Regions from separate parts of the Anser cygnoides genome. Here region 1 is linked to region 2. A link is a contact called in public Hi-C data. All regions are on one chromosome and are shown on one strand. The core of a region is the stretch at or near the end of the contact, and the rest is flanking DNA. Distances in the headings are between cores, read along the strand shown. Region 1 holds the start of BCL6 (BCL6 transcription repressor). Region 2 has its middle 49 kb from the start of LPP.

Region 1 (5,303 bases), core at 1,413-3,912, 100 kb after region 2:
GACCTCTGCATCCCCACGAACAGGGGGGGCACGCTGCAGACCGAGGCAGAGCCAGCCCCCCTCACAGTGCCACCGGAGCAGAAGTCACGCCTGACCCTGGGGCTCTGCAAAAACCCCGCCGCGAGCCCTCTCGCCCTGCCTAACTTTCTGCAAGCGTTGCGTCCAGCCAGGCACAGGGGCTGGCTAAACCGAAAGCGTCACGCTGCAGAAAAATGACAAACAGCAAAGAACCTTTTTTTTTTTTTTTCTTCCTTCTCCTTAACCCCTCCACCCCCCCCTCAGGCCTTTTAATTTCCGTGCTGTAAGGAAGCACAAGCCCGGAGGGCAGTCGGTGCGAGTGGGTCCCACGAGCCGGCCGCTCGCAAACACCTCCCGAACCTGCTCCCGGGGCCCGGAGCCTCGCACGGCTCCGGCCGTGCTCCCTCGCTGGGAATCCCATCTTGCTTTTTAACTACAGCTTTCGAGCATATCTGAACCATCTCAAGTGTCTCGGCAGCACCGTTCTGATCTTGCCACCGGGCTATTTTTAATGATAAAATGAGTCGGATTAGCAGAACAGCTTTCTTCTTATCCCCCCCCCCCCCCAACCCCCCCCCCCGACTTTAGAGCAGGCACCGAGCATTTCAGCTCGTGAGCCCGGCTGCAAAATCAAAATAAAGGCAGCACCCGGCACGCAGGAACTTCCCAGCAAAGGCACCCGTTTGGTGGGGCTCGGCGGCGACTGAATCAGTAGCTCCGAGCCACTGTATTAGCGGAGGAGCGAGGGCACCGTGACCCGTGGTGGTTATTCTCATAAACAAATTTCTATTAATTGCAATGGGAAAGGCATCCCGGCCCGGAGCGCGCCCTCCCCCTGCTCGGCCACGCTGGGCAGCACGCAGCCGAAAAAGTGTCGGGGGCAAACGGCACAGCAGGCTGGCGATGTGCTGATGCACCCCCGAGACAAACCCAAGCCGCAGGCCCCAGCGCCGGCACGGTCGGTCGAAATAAATACGCAAGGCTCGAGGCTGGAGAGGTATAAATCTCTACAGATTTACATACAGGGCGATACATTTACATACGGGACCGGAGCAACGCTCGGGTGGCGGCCCCCTCCCACCCCCCTCAGTCCTTGCCCTGCAAAACCCAACTGGAAGAAGGGTTTGCAGAAGTCTTCGCCTTATTCCCACCGCCTCCCGCAAGGGCCAGCGCAGGCCTTCGCCCTCCCCTCCGTACACCCGGCAATAGGAGCGGGCAAAAAGCGCCCGGAGAAAAAACCCCGGGCAGCCCGGGCTCGCCAGGAGGAGCCGACGGCGTTTTGCACCCCAGCAGAGATTCGCGGAGCAGCGGAGGAACGCGAGGATGTGCACACTTACAGGCTGGGCTGCAATAAGAACCACAAGAGCTACAGAGAATTAACCCACCGCTCGGGCGTCCTGGGAAGGAAAAGAGCGAAAGCGTCTGAAAATAAAAAATAATAAGGAAAAAAAAAAATTTACATCGTCATCCTTTCTTTTTTTTTTTTTTTTTCCTCCTCCTCGAGAATCCCAGCGTTAAGGAGCAAAGCCAAAAAAATAAAAACGCAAAAAAAAAAAAAAAAAAGGAAAAAGAAGCGCATGGGGGTGTGAGGGGGGCTTTAAGGAAAAAGCTTCTGGCCCCAAGAGTAAATCCCATCTGAGGCTGTGAGCCGAGCGTCGATGTGTTTGTCAAAAATTAGCAAAAAAAAAAAAAAAAAGAGGCAACGGAAGGAAAAATAATGAAAAATGCAAAATTCCAGTGCAGCACAGCAGGATCCTGGCTTTTTCTTTTTTTTTAAAAGGGGGGGAGGGTTGATTGTTGGAATGAGAAAGCGGTGCCCCCCCCCAAAAAAAAAAGGGATAAAAGGGAAAAGGAGAAAAAAAGGGAAAAAAGGGGAAAGGGAAAAAAAGGGGAAAAGGAGGAAAAAAGGGGGGAAATGGAGGAAAAAAGGGGGGGAAAAGGGGGAAAATGGAAAAAAGGGGGAAAGGGGAAAAAGGGAAAAGAGGGTGGAAAAGAGAAAAAAGGGAGAAAAGGGAAAAAAGGAGAAAAAGGAGAAAATGGTAGGAAAAGGAAAAAAGGGGGGAAAAAGGAAAAAACAAGGAAAAAAGGGAAAAACAAGGGGAAAAAGGGAAAAACAAGAAAAAAGGGGAAAAAAACAAGGAAAAAACGAAAAAAGTAAAAAAAAAAGAAAAAAAAAGGAATTATTATAAAAAAAAAAACATATATTTTTTCACACGCCCTCCTTCCCCCTGCATTATATTTTTGGGGGGAGGCGAGGTGGGGGGGGGGGGTGTCCACGTGCGCTCAGCCCCGTCCCCGCTCTCGCACCCGGGACCCCCCTTTGCGTCCGCGCGGCGCGCGCGCTCCCCCGCGCCCGGTCGGGCGGGCGCGCGCGCGCGCGCTCCCGCCGCCACCCCGCCGCGCCCCCACGTCACGCCGCCGCCCGCCGCCACGTGACCCCCGCGGCCGGGCGAGACCACCGCGAGGGGGGGGAACACGGCGGGGAGCGGGGGGCAGCGGGACCCTCGCCGCCGCCGCGTCCCCACCGGGACACCGGCCGGGGGCACGGGGACACCGTCGGGGGCGTTCGGGCGGGGGGAGGCGTCCCGGCGGGGCGGCGGCGGCGGCGAGGAGGCGGTAGGGGAGGTCCCCGTCCCTCCCCGCGCCGCTCGCAGTGGTAGGGCCGGCAGCTCAAATTCCGAGAATTGGGCTCTGTTGATTCTTAGAACTGGGGTTCTTAGAAGTGGTGATGCAAGGAGTTTCTAGGAAAGCCCGGAGACCAGGTGATTGCTGCTTCTATTGCCGCGGCCGATTTTACCCTTTAATTCTCTCTCTCTTTTTTTTTTTTTTTTCCTCCTCTCTCTTCCCTCCTCTCTCTCTCTCTCTCCCTCCTCTTTCCCTCCCTGCCCCGCTCTGGCGCCCAGCCGCCCCTATATATTTCTTACCCGTTTTTTTCCCCCCCCCTCCTTTTTCCCTCGGCAGGTGCCCCGACGGCACTTTTAATCCACCGAAAAAAAAAAAAAAAATTATTTTACCATCCCCTATTCCCCCCCCATCCCATTCTCCCCTTAATTTTTTTTTCCCCTATTTTTTTTTTTATTATTATAATAATTCCCTCTCCATACTAAATTAACGTGCTCCCTATTAAATTAACGCGGGGACACCCCCAACCCTCTCCTTGCACCCTTAATAGTAAAAAAAAAAAAAAAAATCAAAAAAAAAAAAAAAAAAGGAAAGGGGGGGGAAAAAAATAATAATAAAAAAAATCCCAGCCCCGGGCTGCCCTAACGGGGCCGGCTCCCGGAGGGGGGAGGTCCCCCCGCGGTGGTCCCCATGGGGTCTCGGGGGGGTTTTGTCCCCCCGAGCGCTGCTCTCCCCATCCCCGTGTCCCCCGGGGGGGCCCCGCGGTGCCCCTGCACCTGCAGGCGGCCGCAGGACGGCGGCGAGCGCGGCCGCCGGGGAGCTCCGGGGTTTTTATTTTATATTTTATTTTATTTCCTTTCGGCGTCGGTTCTCGATGGCCGGAGCTCGGGCAGCGTGTCTTATATTTTATGTATCTTATTTGTTATTATTTTTTATTCTTGTTCTTTTGCTTCTAGTGGCTGTCTCGCTCCCGGTCCCCGCGTGTGCGCCGTGTCGCGGCACCGGGCGGCTCGGCCCTCTCTCGGGGTGATTTTTTTTTTTTCCTTCCCCCTTCTCGGAGGATTTTTTTTTTACCGCAGTACGAGCGGGGGGCTTTTTCCCCGCGTCCCCCCCCCACTCCCCTTTCGGCTCCCTACCGGCTTTTTTTTTTTTTCTTTTGGCAACCTGTGGCGGGGCCGCGCCGGGATCTGTCAAAGCCCCCCGGGGGGGGCGAGGAGCCGGGCGGGGACGGAGCGGACTTTGCGGCGTTTTTGTCGGCCCGGGGAAAAGCAAGCGGCGGGGGGGGGGGGACGGGAGAGGCGGCGGGGAGGCTCGGCCTCCCTCCCTCCTTCCCGGGGCTCGGTGGAAGGAACCGCGCCGGCCTCGACGGCGGCGGCACCCGCGCGGGGAGGCGGCGGGGAGGGGGAGAAGTGGCTCTGAAAATACCGCGCGGGGGGGGGGGGGGCTCCGATTTTTTTTTTTCTCCTTCCAGCGATGCCGCCGCAAACAGCGGGGAGGAGGAGGGAAAGGGGTTGGGGGGGGGGGGTCCTCCGGCCGCTCGGCGATGGGGTGCGCTTGTCGGGGTACGGGGGAGCCCCCCCCCGGTTGTGTGTCCCCCCCCTCCCCCTTTTCCCCGTGGCAGCCCTTTGCCGTGTGTTTACTACCGCGGCGGACTTGGCGCGGCGACAGGAGCTCGTAAATCTGCCGCCGGGAGCTGCGCGCCTGGCCCCCGGCCACACGGCTGTTCCTGGAGCGAGCCGCGCAAATCGCGCGCAGACCCCGCGCAACCGCCGCGCCCGGCCCGCGCCGCACCTCCCCCCACCCCCACCCCCCCCAAAAAAAAAAAATTTTTTTTAAAAATTAAAAAAAAAAACAGCATTTGGGGGATGGGAGAAAGCTCTTTCGGTGACGCGTGTTTCATTTTTATTATTATTATTATTATTTTTAATCCCCCCCCTTAAAAAAAAAAAAAAAGGAAAACAAAACCGAAAAAGCCCAACTTTGTTGTGAAAACTTTTCGTGGTCGGGCGGCAGCGACCTCTCCCGGCCGTCCCCCCCCCCCCTTCTCTCTCTCCCCCCCCCCCCCAGCTCTCCGCCTCGCCAGCCGGCCCCCCCCCGCCCGTAGTTTGCAAAGTCACAGTATGAAATGTTATGAAATCGCCTCTTGGGAAGGAGGGAAACAGAAAGCAGGGCGTTTGTTTAGGAAAAAAAAAAAAAATAAATCTGCGGCGGCCTCTCAGATGTGCCTAAAAAGCTGCCTTTGACCCCCTGTTGCATTTCCAGGGAAAGAGGCAAGTCGGGGCTTAAAATCACGGGTCAAAACCAACAAAAACAAAGCCCGCCTCGGTTAGTTTTTTCCACCGGCTTCGGTAGGCGCAGGATCGGTGCGAAGCGAGGCTGAGCCAGCCAGATGGGGCTCAGCACCGCGCACTGCGTCGCTCCCGCGTCTGTCCGGGGCCGAATTCTTCCCCACGGAGCTGGACGTGTCAGCAGGGCTGGGTGCGGGATCGAGCCCTCCTTCGATCCGGGGCTGCGTATCGATTCCTGTCCGGAGGTTTCAGATGCTTTTAAAAAAAAAATTATTTGCTGTATTGTTTTAAAGGTCAGCAGGATAAGTGCTTGAAGAACAAACGCAGGCTTCCACCTGCAGCCCCCTGGGTTGGGGGGGCTGCAGTTCAAAAATT
Region 2 (5,130 bases), core at 890-3,389:
GCAAGAAGTTCATTCCTGGACAGGGTGATGAGCTGATGTGCTAGATAATGCCACAGAAGAGAAACTCCATCCCAGGTTACCTATAAAAGCATGACCACCTTGAACCAGTGAGATGGCCTGTTAGTGTACACTACTAATAAAAAAACAGCAACGCATCTACCACCTATGGGTTTGGGAACTGCATGTTGCATATACATAAGCATGCAAAATACCCTACCTGTGAACTGTTTTCATTCGTTTCCTAGCAAAAATTGGCTCCTTATACTGTCTGGATGTTCAACAAAACCCATGAGATGTTTTACCATGTTTCCTTGTGCCACTTCAGACCTCATGAGCTTACTGCTAGGATCCTTCAGAATATGCATCTCCAGCAGGATTTGCAGTGAACAATCCCATAAAACTAGTGCCCCATTGGCATGATCAAGTAGCCAAATCAAATTTTGTCTGTAGTGGATTGAAACACGGTGCCATTGGCCAAGGGGTCACCTCTTTCCCCCAGAATGTCAACTCTCAGACAGCAGCAAGGGAGGGAAGGAAGAAGAGAAGTTCCTACAGGTGTGGAGCATGAGTACAGGCTTTGAAAGGGCAGTTAAAAATGTTCCCCAAAGCATTCAGCAGGTACAAGAGCTCAAGTCACTTTTTCATACATTAGGTGCTGAAGTGGCTGTCCTGATCACAGAAGCACAGCACCTTGAAGTCCTAGAGGTGTTTATCACCAAACTAATCCCACAAGTTAGAACAGCATTGCTATTTCCATTGTACTGCGAGGGAACTGAGTCACTGCACTGACGTAACTTGCCTGAGGCAGAAGATGAAGTCTGGGACAGAACAGAGAACTGAGCGAGAGTCCCTCAAATTCCTGGTATGCACTCCAAGCCCAGACCATCCCCATAGCCCATTATATTTGTGAAAACATCTGAGAGGGCTTTCAGTAGAGAGTAAGGTTTTTACTTGCTTGAGCACACACAAGTGCCAGCCATGCCTATCTGGGTGAGTCTGCTGCAGCAGGACAGCATGCCATTGCATCACAACCCAAAAACATGCTGCAAAGCCCACAGGAAGAGAACCTGGTGCCAGGCACGGGACTGCCTGGCAAGCTACAGGGAGCTGAGGAACCTCCAGCACAAGCAGCATCATGCAGCACCTGATCCAAAGCCCAGCAGCAGCCACTGTCTCTAGAATGCTTTCAACACACGTGTTTTAATGATCACTCAACATGAGAGGTATTTGCAAGAGATCTGGTTTTCCATGTAATGAGGTCCAGCAGGTGAGGAATAGCAGTTAGATTTTGCACTGCTCTGCACACTCTGAACCAAGCAAACCAGGACCTTAAAGGCATAAATCCTAGCCCTCTGTTCTCCCTTCCAAGATGGAGCTTAACTGTTAAAAATCCAGCTGCAACATAATGCTCAATTGAAGGTGCTGAATGCATTGGACAGCTGAACTTCGTAGAAATGCTCACCAGGACTTGGAGAAGCTCTCCATCTGTTCAAAGATGAGTCAAGAGATGACAGTGCTCCATCTCCAGCTAACTCCAGCGATATCTTGAAGTTGTTTTACCTGGGTAACAGTGAACATTGGGTGGAAACCCTGTTGAAACTGATGGAAGTCATTTAGCACACTTGAACTCAGTTCTCTAGCAAGAGAGCATTAACCATGAGGCACCAGGGTGGGCTATGGTAGCTGTATTTTACAAAGATAAAAAACACTGAAGTTTGTGCAGCTGGAAAATGAATGTAGTCATTGCACAAAAACCAGCCACCACTGGCAGCAGCAGAGAGATAAAAGTTGCTAGAATTTGATTGCGCTCATTATTAAAACTTATCTTTAACCATCTCTGTCTATTGATTTCTAGCCAACTATTAACTAGCAATGACCTTAGCAGCTTGAAAATAACTGGGGAAGTCAAGTAAACAAAGGGGAACCCAGCTGCATACAAAGAACCAAGATATTTACAGAGACCCTCTTTGCTTCTGCTCATTGCAATAAACTTGAGCTGGGTATTTTTCCATTTAAACATCTGAGTCAATGATCCAAGAAGCTGAGGGTGTGGACAAGGAACTGAGTATAAAGAGGAGCAAAAGGAAGGAATAGGAGCTAATTGCAATTGTTTCTAGAGTCTTGAATTAAAATAATCTGAGGTAAAGTCAGAAGACAAAGGTTTATATTTTGGGAGTTAAGTTCCACCGCCTGTAAGCCTTCTCATATATTAAGCAGAAGCACTAGTTATACACAGGTCAGTTTTACTTTCCTGATATACCATTATACTGTACCTACTGCCAAAGAAAGACACCATCTTTTAAAAGTCTGATGAAAGTGAGCATCAGGAGTCCTAGAATGAGAAACCAAGTATTTAATCTCTCACGTTTTATCATCAATACCCAAGCCATTCCAGGCATCAGCATTCCTCTTTCCACAATTCAAGAATTTACATCCTGTGTGACTTCACTTCACCAGCACATCTACCCTGGTGTCCCCCACACTTCCCTTCACACAGTGCTCCAAGATCCCCTCTGCAGGCCCTATGACCTGCCCCTTTCCCAGCCCATGCTTCCAGGACTGATGACATCCTCCAAACTCTCCCCCCTTTCCAACAAGATCAGCTCCTTCCCATGTCCTGTAACTACCAGCAGAGCAAGAAGCAGCTTTTGCTATGGCATGTTTCAGGCTGGGTGCCAGCTGGACGCTCATCCAACTGGCCAAGCAGTATCTAACTTCTGATAACTCCCACAATCTCGTACACAGGGCACACTATTGCCTGATCATTGATTTTTGCAAGAAGCTTTTAGAAACAGGGTTGTTTGAGACTTCAGCTTCCTTGTTTACAATGTTTGAAGAAGGTCAACAAGTTCTTTTTTTTGAAGGAATACAATAGAAACTACCAGTATTACTGTTCGGGAAATAATTAACATTCTTACACACCACTTTCTGCACTACCTCATTTTTGGCCTTACGATCAGAGCAATAGTTCCTAAGAAAAATCTCAAAATCCTGGAAAAACCTTGTTAGCACGTAAGCCTGTTGGATCTAATGGCCACTCTCTGCAAGAGGGAAGTCCAAAATTGGGCCAATTTGTGGTGACTGTACAGATCAGAGTGGGAAATTCTGGAGAAGCGTTGGAGCATTGGGTTTCAGAGGTCAAGTGTGGGTCTGTTTCTCCTTGGAGAACAGAGGTGGGGGCATTCACATATCCAAGTTCACACAGGGCATTGTCATCTGTAATGAAGCAAGAACCACCAAGGTCTATTTAGTCATAGTCCCACACTACAGAAGATGATCTTGCAAAATCCTGGTGCTTCCAGTTTGTGGGGAAATCCTTCAGAAGAGCTTTGTGTGCTCTCATCCTCACCCTAGAGGATCTAGAACTGCCAGTGCAGCATGAATGAGCAAAATCATTTGAGACCAGAAGAGGAAGCTATCCAAGTTCTTCTGATTTCCAGACATCTGGACTTCAGTAAAATATTTTTGGCAATTCAGCCATCCACACAGATGACTTTTTGGACTGACACTCTGATGACCCTTCAGCCATCCAACCTTCACACTGAACTTCGTAACTGTTGACCCAATTTGGTCATATCTAAAGGACCAGTAGAAATTTTGGCAGCAAGAAGTATCCAGCGTTTGGAAGAACCCTGGAAGTAGACATAAAGACCCAGATGAGGTCCCTGTTGTGGAAAGGCCTATGCTACACAACCCTTTGGAAACAGGGTGTATGTCCTGCCTGTCCAACAAGCACTTGCACGGTTCTGTCCCTCTACAGCATTACGTTATCTTCTGTGCTGTAGAGTCACAGGAAGAGCCATGTGAAAAGAGCTGGGGTTGTTATGGCAGAAACAGAAGTAGGATGAAAAGGCCAAAGGACAAAAATCCACAGGAGACTGCAGTAACTCTGGTGTTCAGGAAACAACAAGGCTCTTTCCCATCCCTTCATCTTCTTCCTGTGAAGGGTGAAATTACCCACCCTAAAGACAGGAAGACACATACACCTCCCTCACCAGAAGAGGCACAGTGTTATAATAGCAGGGCTATTTTTTCCCCAGGAAAAAGGATGAAATCAGCTATTTACACTGGACAAATTACAAGCTCTGGAAAGCACATGAGGCACACAAAGAGAGCAGTTGTATCACAAATAAATATATGGTGGGGGTTAAACTTATTGATTAGCTTTGTAAACGCAGTTGCCCAATCAATAGCAATTTCTGGAAATGCCTGGTACTTATTTGGTGCAGCTTGTACAATGAGGATAAATAATAAGAGTACTTAGGGAGCACGTCTCCTGACACCATTGCCAAGCCCCTTACAACACAAAAACAAACTACGGTACAACAACTGCACAAGCCAGGATTAATCCACTACACCTTTAAAAAAAGAAAAAACAACAAGCACAAATCCAAACATAACCACACTATCAAAATAAGCACTTGGATCCCAAAGGTATCTACTTGGGTTCCTGCTGGTTTTGCTGTATATGACTAGCACTGGATCCAGAACAGTACAAAACTCATTCATTTGCTCTGCCCTTCTGCATGAGCCATGGATCCTTGCAGGACCCCTGTTCTATGGAAGTACACAACACCTTCTTCTCCTCCCTCAACAACCAGATTGCTGTAGGTATCCCTCTGGACACAGCCTCAAATTTTGGGAGAGAAAGAAATGCAAAAGCAGCTTGCCAGCCCCAGTGCCATGCCATCACTAGCCCCTGCCCCTCGCAGCCTGGGTTTGAGCACATTGCTCTCTCACACCACCTTGTTCTTTATCTGGACCCAGCCATGTGAGAGCAGGGTCCCATATTTAGGTAGCATGACCCCAAATAAACCATTGCACACACTGCTGGCACAATGAAGATGCAGCACAGACACCAAGCATCCTCACGAGTGGGGCTGCAGAGCTCCCCATCAGCCCTGACCCAGGCTTCTGGATATACCTCAGCTCTGCAGTAAAAGTAGCACCTGATGGGAAGGAGGGAAAATCCACTCCAGCTCCCCAGAGGCTCCTCTGCTTCCCTTCTTCACAGATAGGAAGTTTGCTCACATTGTACCATGAGATCATAGCACAGGAAAGACTGAGGAACCAGACACTCATTTAAGCTGCAGCTTTTTTAGTGCAGCTGCCAAGGATAATGATGTTTGC

Evidence for each region. Hi-C and Micro-C count contacts between places; a contact is called where the count stands out from the background.
Region 1: a contact with region 2 is called in a Hi-C map of liver, with 6 times the contacts expected there. The contact joins the promoter of BCL6 here to the enhancer-like site in region 2. A contact is called at or near these places in 2 of 7 Hi-C or Micro-C datasets (both in liver).

Annotation. Positions count from the first base shown.
Region 1 is chr9:16,338,131-16,343,433 of Taihu_goose_T2T_genome, forward strand. It overlaps BCL6 (BCL6 transcription repressor), which reads left to right and starts at 2,663. Exons shown (of 10, transcript XM_067002297.1): 1 at 2,663-2,780. LOC136791437 (a long non-coding RNA gene) reads right to left here. Exons shown (of 2, transcript XR_010833524.1): 2 at 4,814-5,183. It also overlaps the pseudogene LOC136791464.
Region 2 is chr9:16,239,097-16,244,226 of Taihu_goose_T2T_genome, forward strand. No RefSeq gene overlaps it. Among named protein-coding and RNA genes, the nearest start is that of LPP, 49 kb to the left of the region's middle. Within about 2 kb of position 2,140, at least 1 of the 3 cell types and tissues checked has open chromatin away from gene starts, as enhancers often do. A contact at or near this core is called in liver, where this site is marked.